2 separate regions of the Gossypium hirsutum genome follow, and region 2 is linked to region 1. Evidence: chromatin contacts called from public Hi-C data. All regions are on one chromosome and are shown on one strand. Each heading gives the region's core, a stretch centred on a gene start, on an enhancer-like site or on the middle of the called end of the contact. The rest is flanking DNA. Distances are from core to core; before and after follow the strand shown. Region 1 holds the start of LOC107957022 (plant UBX domain-containing protein 1). Region 2 has its middle 17 kb from the start of LOC107957100.

Region 1 (6,252 bases), core at 1,561-4,060:
TGTGGATTTTAGGAAATAAAGCAGACATATTACAAAATCAAGACAACAATGAAAATATTAAGTTTATTTCAGATTTAATAGAGGCCACCAATAGGAGCTGGAAAATAAAGGTAGTTATGAATACCTTTCGATTGGATGTAGCAAAAAAAATCTTGCAGATTCCACTGGCGGAGACAGCACATGAAGATTTTCAAGTATGGAGAAGGGAACTGTCCAGGGATTTCTAAGTCAGGAGCACCTATAAACTATTACAGGAGACTAACTTGGATCCTAGTAGTTATAGTTTACACGCCGAACTAAAAATTTCTATAGGAAACTATGGAAATTATACATCCCCTCAAAAATTATAATTACAGTATGTAGAATCTCTTGGAACTTTATTTTGTCCCTTGTTAACCTCAGACATAAAAGAGTCGTGGTGGAAGATCAGTGCCCTCAATGTCGTCAAAATGAGGAAGACAGTAGCCATATTTTTCAATAGTGCCCTACAATGGTTGAGGTTTGGAATCATTTCAATCTATCATGGGTACTAAATAAAAATACTCAAAATATGTGGGAATGGCTTACCTGGGGCTTCTGTAAGGAGACTAATGAACAGATCCGATTATTCTGCTGTGGACTCTGGTTAATCTGGTCCAACAGAAATCATTTGTTATATGAAAGAAAAAATGTGAAAAGAAGAGAAATATCGAAGCAAGTTCAATGTTATATCATAGAGTTGGATGCAACAAAAGAGAAAAAAAACTCACCCTTCAGTCTAATGGAAATATTCAACAGGATTATCAAAGAACAAGGGTCACAGTTCTTTTTGACGCAGCCTTTGACCATCAATCTTCCAGATCAACTACAGGCCTGCTTGTACGAAATGAAGTGGGGGAGATCCTTGCATCAAAGACGGTTTTTCACTCCGAGATAGCAACTCCGTTCACGGCAGAGGCACATGTAGGGTTACAGGCAATGAAATTAGGAATTTTTATGGGCTTTAACAAAATGGAAGTAGTGGGAGATTCAAAAACTGTTATAAAGAAATGCCAAAGTACTGATATAGGTAAATCGGCCATTGGAGCAATTACCAAAGATATACAAAGCAAAAAAGACAAATTTCAGGAGATTGAGTTTCATTTTGTCTCTAAAACAGGGAATATATACGCCCATGTTATTGCAAATGAGGCCCTAAAGAAGAGAGAAAGTTATTACTTGGTGGGAGGAATTCCAGAATGTGTTCGTCAAGCACTGGAGAATTTTCGGCCAAGGTATCCGGATTGAATGAAAGGGAAAATGAAAGCTTTTGAGAAGAGGTAGTAGAAAAAATTAAAAGTCATTATTGAAAACCTGCTATCATTAATGGTTAGGTCGGTGATGTGAAAAGACAGGGTCTATTAGTATCCAGCTGTCGATTTGACTGGTATAGGATAAGATTTGATTTTCTGATTTGATTTAGTTGAAATTGGACGAGTTGGGCTAGTTCCGTAAGTTTTAGGCCCAATTTTATTTAGTAGGCTTTTGTTTTTTTTTTAGTTATTCTTTTGATTAGTATCTTGTTAATGGACTTCAGTCCAGTTCTGTTCTATGTATTATTTCTTTTTATTAATAAATCCAGTCAGATCTTTTATTCAAATATATATATGATTTTTTATTTAATATTAGATTTATTTTGTTTTGTTTTTATTATTTGATATTTGATACTTTTATTATTATTCTATTTTAATATGCTCACTTGCACCATTGTGATTTTCTTTATCACGGTGTTTCAAAATATTATGTCTAATAAGTTGAAGTATCTCAAAATTTTGAAGTATTTTTTTTCTTTTGTAAGATGTTACTGGTTTGATTATTAATGTCAAATATAATTTTTTTTAAAAAATATTTAGTATTTAATATTTTACTATTGGTTGCTTTTTTTTCATTTTTTAAATATTTTATTTTATTTTTTAATTATTTTTTAAAATTAATCAACATTTATTATAAATTAAAGGATTAATATTAAATTTAATTTTCAATGTTTACATCTTTTATCAATTTTATCATTATTCTTTTTTTCATTAAATTTGACCCTCAGCCTTTCAAAAAAGAGACATTGTTTTTTTAACGAAAATACTAACTATAGCATTATTTTTTTAACAGTATTAGCATGACAATTCACATAAACTTCATGCTGACAAGACCCTATTTGTCTTATACGCTACGTCAACAAATAATTTAAATTTTACAAAAATAATAATAATAAATTGAGTACATGTGAATTGTTAAGCAGGCTACCATAATTAAAATTATAATGTTTTAGTTAGTATTTTCGTTAAAAAAATAATTCTACTCTTTTTAAAAGATTAATAATCAAATTCGATTTTTTTAAAAGATTGATAATCAAATTCAACTTTCCAAAATTGAATGTGTTGAATGTGTTTAATAAGTAAATGAAAAAAAATTTGTTGTAAATGTCATAATCATCAGGAATTGAATTCAATTTGTTTATTCCACAAGCCTTAAGTCAAATTGATGAACATCCTCCAACATTATTTTTTTGGTTTTCTAAATGTAAAAAAAAAAAAATTATCGATTAAGTTTTAATTTAATTAGTATAGAATAATATATTATTTTTAATGTAAGAAGATGTGAGTTTAAGTGTGTTGAAGGTCATATGAATAGTTCTAAGCATTATTCTAAAAGCAAAAGATATAATCAAAAAAAAATATAATAAAATTAATTAAAAAATTTCCATTTGAAGTTAGATATATGATAAAATGAAGTTTTTATTTGTAAGTAGGTGGATTAAATTAGAACATTGTTAGCCCAAAAGTTGAATTGGTCGAGCCCAAACTATCTTTGTTTTCTAAAAGAAGAAAGGAATAAACTAATAAGGAATATACTAGCAAGAAATTCCAAAGAGGCAAATCAAGCAAGCAGGAGCTTTTACAGAAGCAAGGCAACCCCGTACCCTTCCCAGAAAAAAAGGTGGAAATTTCATCTGCAGCTGATGATTGGAGATGGTTCTTCACCACTACCTTTAAATAGGAGGAGATTAACTAATATTGATTCCATGGAGGCTGCATCAGCTAAAGTCGGTCCTTGATTTAATTTTTGTTCTTGCTGTTCTATATGTTGTTTTTAAGTATTGGGTTGATCCGGGTTTTTACTTTGATTATCGATTCCTATGATGGGTCTGCATCCTCTTGTTTATGCAACTGAGTTTGTTTCTGTTTCTTTATTTTTAGATAGTGAAAGAAAGATTTAAGTCGGTGAATCATTATATATCTAGTTGAGCTCAAATCTTTTAACATGGATGATAACTGAAATTAGCTTAACTTTGATGGAATTAAACTTCATCTTGGTTTCCTTTTGCTATCTTTATCAAGAATAGTGGTTCATTCATGAAAGTTGGTCAGTAGCTTCTCTTTTGGTTTTTAGGTGAAATTGCTGTTAAAAAGTTTATACGAAGGTAAATTCCGGGGGTAATTCTTTCCCCTCTTTGTTTACTTCTTTGAGTAGCTTTTTTGTAGTAATCGTCTATAAGGAATGTCATGCATATGAAGTTGTTGAAACCCGGTTGGATTTGGACATAACCGTCTCGAAGGAACACCGACAGCTTTTTACATTATTCATATGGTTGTCATAAGTGTCAAGACAGATTTTGCTTTCCTTTATGTAATTATATTTGATGGAACTATACATTAGGACCTCTAATTCACGACTCCGTAACTCGCATGATATGTTGTATGCAGGTTGCTGTTACGCAATTTATTTATGCTTTTTTTTAATTATTTCATTTCTATGATTATAGGCTAAACTTGCTGCTGCAAAAGAGAAATTTGGACGAGAAATTCATGTCTTCGAAACTGAAGGACCATCGCCAATACAAAATGAAGTGCCCAGCACTGGTGCGAGCGACCCTGCAAAACATATTTTCAGACTTTTAACTTGCCTATTGACTAGAAGTGACAGTTCATTTCGTAAACTGATAAAATGCACTTATTTATTTTTGGGCAGAGGAGTCGGATGACGTCTATGAGTTCACAGCAGAAGATTATCATCGAGTAATGGCAACTAAAAAGGAAGGTACTTTTGGCAATGAACACAACTCATTTATCAATTTTATCCTCTAGCTTCATTTAGATATTTTTACCAGCTGATTTTGGGATTCATTTACGTTAAAATGACTCTGGCATGCTATGGCACACTTTTTTGTTAGAGATATATTTACACCATTTTAAGTGGATAAAATTTTGAAACAGATAACTACTTAAAGACACGAAAAATTCGAGAAGCAGAGGAGGCAGCCCGCAGATCAAGAGTAACAAAGGTCCTTGCTAATTGCTACTTGCCACACTTTTTGTGGGTCTTTTAGTTGTCTTGCCTTTGATAAGTTTCAATGTTCATGTGCAGGCTGTGATAAGGGTCCGCTTTCCTGATAACCACACATTAGAGGTCACATTTCATCCATCAGAAACAATTCAGTGCTTGTATGACCTTATCATGAGAGTGATTTCTCGACCGGATCTACCGTTCTATTTATGTAAGCTTATTTAAGTTGTAAAATACTAACTGTGGTGTTGGTTGTGAAGCCAATGCATTAAATGCCTATCGTCCAATCATGTTTCAGATACTACTCCTCCCAAGAAGCAAATAAAGGACATGACACAAGATATTTTCTCTACTGGTTTCATTCCGGGTGCAATTGTGTATTTTTCATATGATCTCCCAAAAGGTTAGTTATCTGACTTTTTCGTATGATCCCCCTCTTAGTTCCTTAGGTTGGAAGTTATCTGATTCCTCAAAATATGATTCACTCCGGTTAATGACACTTTGAAATGTTTAGGTGCCGATGCCACAGCTGCCAATTCAGCAGCCTTCCTTCTAGACGAAGTCATGTCTTTGAAAGGTTTGGAGGTCATAGCTGGTGCTGAGCAGGCAGAGGCAGTTCAATCTGCCCCAGAACCTGGTGTTGGTGCCAGTACAGTACCCTTCCCTATTGCCCAAACCAGCAAGAGAAAAAACCTGGGAGGCCAAAATGGTTTAAAATGTGAATCAAGCTTATTATTACAATTTCATATATCTCCATAGTGATACTGATTCTTGGCCACACTGAGTCGATCAAAATGCCAGATGACTATATAAGAAAAGGAGAAAGTTGTTAAATGGTGTTGAGCAGGTGATTCTTTTCAAGTCAAGGGTGTTAAAATTTGCAAAAGAACATCAAATGTGAATACTTGTTACAACTTCATTCATAATCTGATCCCTTCCCTCTGTTTCATTTTTATTCCTTCCAACTTCCAAGTGTTGGTAAGTTTCTTGAACCACAGGATGCTGCTTCATCATTTTGCTTTTGGAGTCTCAGTTGGCCTTAGAGTGAAATTTTGAATGTTCAAGAGTTTGTTTTGTTTGATAGCAATTATTTTCTCAAAACGCATGCATTATCCCCTTCTTTTTTATGCTCATAAACCAACAATAAAATATTTTTATTCATATTTAATGATTTTAGTAGATCTATTCATGGGCTGGGTTATTTTTTCAGGCTAAAAGGACTACTCAAAATTTAAAAGGGTTTGGGTAAAAATATTAGGTCAGAAAAATAGGTTTGAAAAAGAACTTAGACTCATTTAAAATATGGGTTGGACTTGGGCTTGAACATTCAAGGCTCAAGCTCGACTCCCTGACCAGTTTTATGTTATTTTTATATATTATGTAATTTAGAACACATTAAAAAAACAAGCTTATACTATATATATATAATATTCCTTTAATGTAAATATTAAAATAATGTTAAAGATGATTATATAAAAAATCTATTAAATTATTAAATATTAAAATAATATAATATAAATTTTTAAAAAATAATTAAAAAATAATATGGACGACTTAAAATGAGTTTGAGTTTGTTTTTTACAAATATAGACGGGTTTAGACAAATCTCTAAGTTTAGATTTTTGGTTGGGTCAGGCTTAGAAAATTATAAAATATATTAATATTGTACTTAAATCCGTCTCGGCCCGATTTATGAACACCATTAGATTTTAGTGACTTTCATTATTTTGATTTAACATTTTTAAAGGAATTTGATTAAATTGAATTATATGATTTTTTTTAAAATCATAAAAAAGCACACACTGAAAAGTCAAAAATAAATGGTAAGTATAGAATTGCAGGATTTTTTATTCTAAATCTAAAGTTACAAGATTCTTTTAAGTTTTTTTATACATTTTAAACTGAAAAAAAAATAATTGTTTTGAAATCTTAACTGGACCCTCCTAATCAGAG
Region 2 (5,952 bases), core at 2,310-4,809, 830 kb before region 1:
GGGACATGTTGTCAGTTTTGAAAAATCGAGTGGGTAATCTCGAGGAGCCCGTGGGGGATATGAAGGAGACGTTTGAGTTAGTCGAGGGACGCACAGATGGGTTTGACTCAATGGAAGAGCAACTCAGAGAATTTGTGTTGGATTCTCTCGATGCTAATGCGAAAAAGATGAATGGATTAATCAATTCCACTGTAGAAAAGCTGGCAGAGAAGGATGATACTCTCGAAGATATGGTGTTGGCAATGAAGAAGGAAATTGAAAAGCTTAAGGGGGAGTTCACGATTCACAAAGCTGCTTTGAGTAATGAGATGTTGACTACAGAGGCCAAAGCAACAAACAATGGATGTTTCCAAACCGGAGAAGTTCAAGGGTGCAAGGTCCGTAAGGGATGTGGACAACTTCTTGTAGGAAATGGAGCAATACTTCCGAGCGATGGGCATCGAGGATGATGCCATTAAGGTAAAAACTGCTTCAATCTATTTTACTGATGTTGCTCTCTTGTGGTGGCGTCGTAGGTCCACGGATGAGAAACATGGTGGGAATGCAATTGGGACTTAAGAGGAGTTCCAAAGAGAGTTGAAGAAGTAATTTTACCCACAGTATGCCGAGAAGAAGGCTCGGGCTAAGTTGTATCGTCTTACACAAGGCACTGTTCGGAAGTGAGTTCAGGCATTTAGCGAGTTGATGCTTCAAATCACTGATTTGAGTGAAGCGTTCTATTGGTTTGAGGATAGGTTAAATCTGTGGGAAAGCATGAGTTGCGTAGGCAATGAATTACCGAACTTACTGTAGCCATGGCCGAAGTATAGTCTTTTGTTGAGCTTAGTCCAACAAAAGATAAGTTCGAGTCATCTAAGCCCAATGGAAAGGGCCTTGGTGAGAGAAACCATGAGAAAGATGAAGAGGGATATAGTGATGATAACAATAGTACCGATAGCATCAGTGGCAATGGGAAACCACGAGATGCGAAGTGGGGATCCAACAACCCAAGAGATAATGGGAAGAGGATAAAATGCTTCCTTTGTTAAGGACCACACATAGAACGAAAATGTCTAAAGAAATAGATGATTTTGGCTATTAAAAAGAAATATGAGCCAGAGGAAGCAAAGCCTGTTGAGAAAAAGACATCAAGGGTCAATTCAATAGTGCTCATTCCTAAGAAAAGGGATGGTGGAGAAGGGTTGATGTTTATAGACATCAACATTGCAAGTTAGAAGAGGGGTGCTTTTGTTAATACGGAAGCATCAGAATTGTTCATATCAGAAAAGGCTGTCAAGAAACTTGGTCTCTTGATTAAGAAATTAGATAAGAAGATCAAGATGGTAAATTCTGAGGAAGCCCCAACTGTGGGAGTAATTCAAAATGTAGAGCTACAAATCAATGAATGGAAAGGAAAGGAAGAATTTGAGGTAATCCAATTAGATGATTATGATTGTGTGCTTGGCTTAAACTTCCTTGACAGGATCCAGGCAGTTCTGTATCCATGGGCTGGTCAAATTCATATTGTCACCTGTCCGTTATCAAAAATCATTGTGCCGGTGCATCGGGATATGAAGGTTGAGACCAAGGTGTTGTCGTCAATCCAACTAGTCGAAGATGTTTTGTGTAGGAGAAACATTGACTCGATAGAATGAAATACTACGAAAGCCCTTTTCAAAAAGTTAGTAGAGCATGAGATCGATATGAGGTCTATGGATTCGACTGTAGAGCCACCACCTTTGGGAAATGTGGGTTGTATATCAAACTTCGAGGGGAAAGAAGCGATGCAAAAATAGTCGAAACAAGTAAATGTTGCGTGTAAAGTACATTGCAAACACTCTGCTAGTGTTTTGAGTGTTTTGAATTTGGACTTGTTGGCTTGACAAGATCATAGGGGCGCTTTCAAAGTTCTTAAACAAGGAAGTCAAGGGACTGTGGGCGGTATGAAGCCAATATGTGAGAATTAAGGGTATTCCAATGGGAACAAGCCAAAATTGGGGCAAGTTAGAGCAGAGACTTCTTGCCAACGAGTACAACGGTTCAAGTTAATAGGTGACGGAAGCCGTGGTAAAAGTTTAGAAGGAAAGGACTACCAATCACAAGACAAGTTGGGAAAAAGCCAAGGCAACGAGAGAGTTTCGAGGTGAATCAGGTCAATGCTTTTTTGAAGGCGCAATGAGGGTGTTGTGAGAATAGGTGGGGGAGAATGTCACTGGCCAAAGTGCAAAACCAATGACCATGGCACAAGATGCGCCCCATGCAGGTCTATCGATAAGATGAAGATTATTTAGCCCACGAGAACTGGCCTGATTCAAAGAACTATTGGAGAAGTCTGTCAAATTGAAGCCTAGTTGGCCCGATAATAAAGATATGACAACATAGACTATTTTTAGTAAAAATGATAATCATATCTTGTAGATTTGATTTGATATGATGTAATCTTGTAAATCTTTAAAATCAAGGGATAGGCTAATCTCGTCCGTCAATGTAACTTGATCTTGACCGTCGGTTTTGGGAGAGCTCAACTATAAATAAAGATCCTCCCACTCACTTGTAAATCATCCATTGTAACTTGAATTCTTAAGAGCAATAGAATTTTTTTAGCATTTACTCAAACACCTTTCATGCATTCTTTTTGTGGCTTTCTGTTGTTCTTTCGTGGCTTCTTTTGGCACAATTGCTTTTGCTATACAAATTGGTGCCTTAGGGGAATTTTAAAAGAATCTTCACTTGTGTTGTAAAGGCTGACTTAGGCGAGTTTAAAACGAACGGATCACCTAAAGCCGCATGGTTCGCGAGCCGAAAGATCTAGCCCCGTAACAATAATACATACTCTTTGCTGTAAAACCCATATGATCTTTTTGAGTGATACTTCATTAAAATTTCATATTGTTGAGCGATAACTCATTCCTTAACTAACTCTATGGTTAGATATTCGAAACAACATATCTAAATGTTGCCAATATTGGTTTATAAATAAATAATATTGTTAAAATATTTTTATTATTTTATACTTGGTTAAAAAATTTTATTATAAAAAATATACAATAATTAAAATGAAGATATTTAAAATTGTGATAAGAACAAAATTCAATGGACTTAAGCAACCATAAAGACCATAAAAAATGGCATATTAAAAGAGGATAATACCACATATAACGTTGTATATATATTTTAATAATATTCAATACCATACATCAATGTGTTTTATAACTTTTATAAAATGATTTTTTTCCTTTGAAAAATATTAAAAATGACCAGAAAATTAGAAACATTTTAAAATTTTAAAAATTATGAAAGCATGTAAAATTAATTTAATTTATACTAACATCAAATGGACCATCACTTCTATTGAGTATAAATATTAATAGATTCATAGTTATTGCAGTAATTGTCAACTGTTTATAAAAATAGGCTTTTAATAAATCTTAACAGTGCTTACTATTCAACAAAAAAGAAAAAATATCCATCCATACAAAACCCCCAAGTTCTTATTGCAAAACACGGCTGATCACTAAGGACTTCAACACATACCAATCTACGCCTCCGCTTAATTTGATTCACTGCGTCTAGAAGCCCTATTACTATTATCATCATCATTGTAAATCGGGCTCCGATCCTCCCTTGGGACTGGGCTCGGGCTACAACTCTGGCCGTTTTCTTTTGTAGAACTCCTATAAGCCCTGTCCTCAGCATCAGCTTCATGATCTGGGCTTTGGCTCCTTTCCCTGGGGCTGTACTCGGAGCCATTGGTGTGCCTCCGATCTCTCGGGGAAGGACTACCTCCCTCTTGTGGGCTTCTTTCGTCGAGAGTTGGACTATGCTTCCGGCCTCTGGGTGGCAAAGGAGAACTCCTGTGGGACTTAGGACTCCTCGATCTTCTATCATCGCGCTCGAAACCTCGTTCTCTCTTCACAGGTGTTCTCGATCTACTGCAGAAGGTCAAGATTCAGCACAACAATCAGTTTTAACAAAACCAAAACAATTCTGCCAATTAAATCTTCCTCGACTCTTATTACTTGCATGAGAACTTTAATCAGACATGACAATCCATACATTCATTCCATTTTAATATATTTTGGTCATGTCTAATCACGTTGAAAGTATTTTATATAAAAAGATTTACTAAAGTTAATATTCGTATTATATAAATTAAGACACTAATGTTATATTCATATTATATTTTTTTCGTGTTGTGCTTCATTTTTTACCCATGTCATATTTATGTAGTGTAAATGTGTAATATTGTTCCAATTTTAATGCAAAACAAAAATAGCAAATTCCAAAGTGCATTTTAGTCGAAGGCAATTCATATTTTAAAAGAGGAACAGTAAATACAAACCTGTTGCTACGTCCCCTACTGTAACTGCGGCTTCTGCTTCTTCCACGGCAAGGACTAGGTGAGCGTGAGTAACTGCGAGGTCGACGGCTGCACCAGTATAGTTGTTTCTCAAGTAAACAAAAAAAGTAGCTTAAATATGATAACTGGTTAGAATAAGAACAGAACAGATGAGAAGGAAGAAAGGTGAGGACCTCAGTTTCTTTGGACTGTTTTGACAATTTCTTTCGATATGGCCTCGTTCACCACAGCGATAACACTTATTCTTCCAATCCCCAGCTTTGCAATCACGAGCCTAGTGACCGTCAATTCCACAGTTGAAGCTGCGCCCTGCTCCAGGAGCAGGACTTCTTCCAGGGTAATCACGAGACCCACCAAAGCCACGAAGCACCTAAATTGTAATTCAAATCAGATTGGATGGTAAAATAATATTTGATTAAAAGACTCTACAAAATCCAGGACAAGAATGAGAACAAATAATGCAAAGCAACAAAATAAAATAACGCAGTGCTGGCATCACCTTCAAATGACACTCGGAAACCAGTTTCTCTCATATGTTGATTCTAATGTAGAAAGCAAGAAGCAAATAATATCCCAAAGGGTATTTATGTAAATATCTTTCTTCTAGACCAGAGGTAATATATATTAAATTAGTCAACGGCCAACATCAATCACCTTTGACCTTTTCAATATCATTTAGGTATTAGCATAAAAAAAAAAAAAGAAGCAAAATCTCTGTTATGTGAAAAGCAATCAGAAAACTCACCCCCTTGGCAAATTCAACAACTATACGGCTTCCATCAAGGTCTCTACCATTCAATGAATATCTTGCATCATCAGCATCTCTAGGGTCACTGAATTCCTGTTATCAATGAGCAAGACAACATAGACACACTGATGCACAAACAATGAAGAAAAAGATCCAAGTAAAACCATCATATTTACAACATATGTTAAAGAAATTTATGGATAAGGAAGACAAGCAGTTTCGGTTTAAATTGAGTAAAGAATACATACAACGAATGCATAGTCGCGCTTCATATCCACATCACGTATTCTGCGTAAAGGGGTGCCAGAAACAGAAAGGCCATCAAGACACAATTATCGAAGGGTTGAGAGTTCGCCCCTCAGAGTTGAATCAAAAACACCACTTTTGATATTGTTCCATTTCGATAAAAACAGGCAATAACACTAGAAAGACTGGCCAAATCCACCATGGTCCCTCTCACCATAGACCTCCATGTTAGGCAAAAGCCAAGAGACCTTCAACAAGATCATTGAAGTTAAACCACACACACAGACATGTGGAGGGTGCAATATTCTCACTCATGTTTTATATGGAATACCAGACGTCCAGCACTACAACAAGAGCTCATGAAGGACTCTAGTATCTCCTACTTCATTGTCACTACGTCCTGAACTTATCCTAATGACCAACAAATACGAAAGAATAAAAAGATCATGAACACCCAAATTGATAAAAATGGAACACTAGAAAAAACCAAGAACACCTAAATGGAGAAAAAAGAACGAAACTCTTGAAATATGCAATAAAATTTAACTAACCTAAACCACTACTAGATGCAATGATTGCGAATTTTACGAATTTCTTAAACATAATAAAAGAATAGATT

Evidence for each region. Hi-C and Micro-C count contacts between places; a contact is called where the count stands out from the background.
Region 2: a contact with region 1 is called in a Hi-C map of callus, with 2.5 times the contacts expected there. The contact joins the enhancer-like site here to the promoter of LOC107957022 in region 1. A contact is called at or near these places in 2 of 34 Hi-C or Micro-C datasets (callus and leaf).

Annotation. Positions count from the first base shown.
Region 1 is chrA05:85,217,713-85,223,964 of Gossypium_hirsutum_v2.1, reverse strand. It overlaps LOC107957022 (plant UBX domain-containing protein 1), which reads left to right and starts at 2,810. Exons shown (of 7, transcript XM_016892448.2): 1 at 2,810-3,058; 2 at 3,779-3,875; 3 at 3,985-4,053; 4 at 4,230-4,297; 5 at 4,381-4,510; 6 at 4,598-4,702; 7 at 4,814-5,252. The coding sequence starts at 2,975. The coding sequence ends at 5,058. LOC107957023 (a long non-coding RNA gene) reads right to left here and starts at 1,414. Exons shown (of 5, transcript XR_005926412.1): 1 at 750-1,414; 2 at 568-630; 3 at 125-485.
Region 2 is chrA05:86,049,683-86,055,634 of Gossypium_hirsutum_v2.1, reverse strand. It overlaps the pseudogene LOC107957099. Among protein-coding and RNA genes, the nearest start is that of LOC107957100, 17 kb to the left of the region's middle. Within about 2 kb of position 3,559, at least 5 of the 9 cell types and tissues checked have an H3K27ac peak or open chromatin away from gene starts, as enhancers often do. A contact at or near this core is called in leaf, where this site is marked.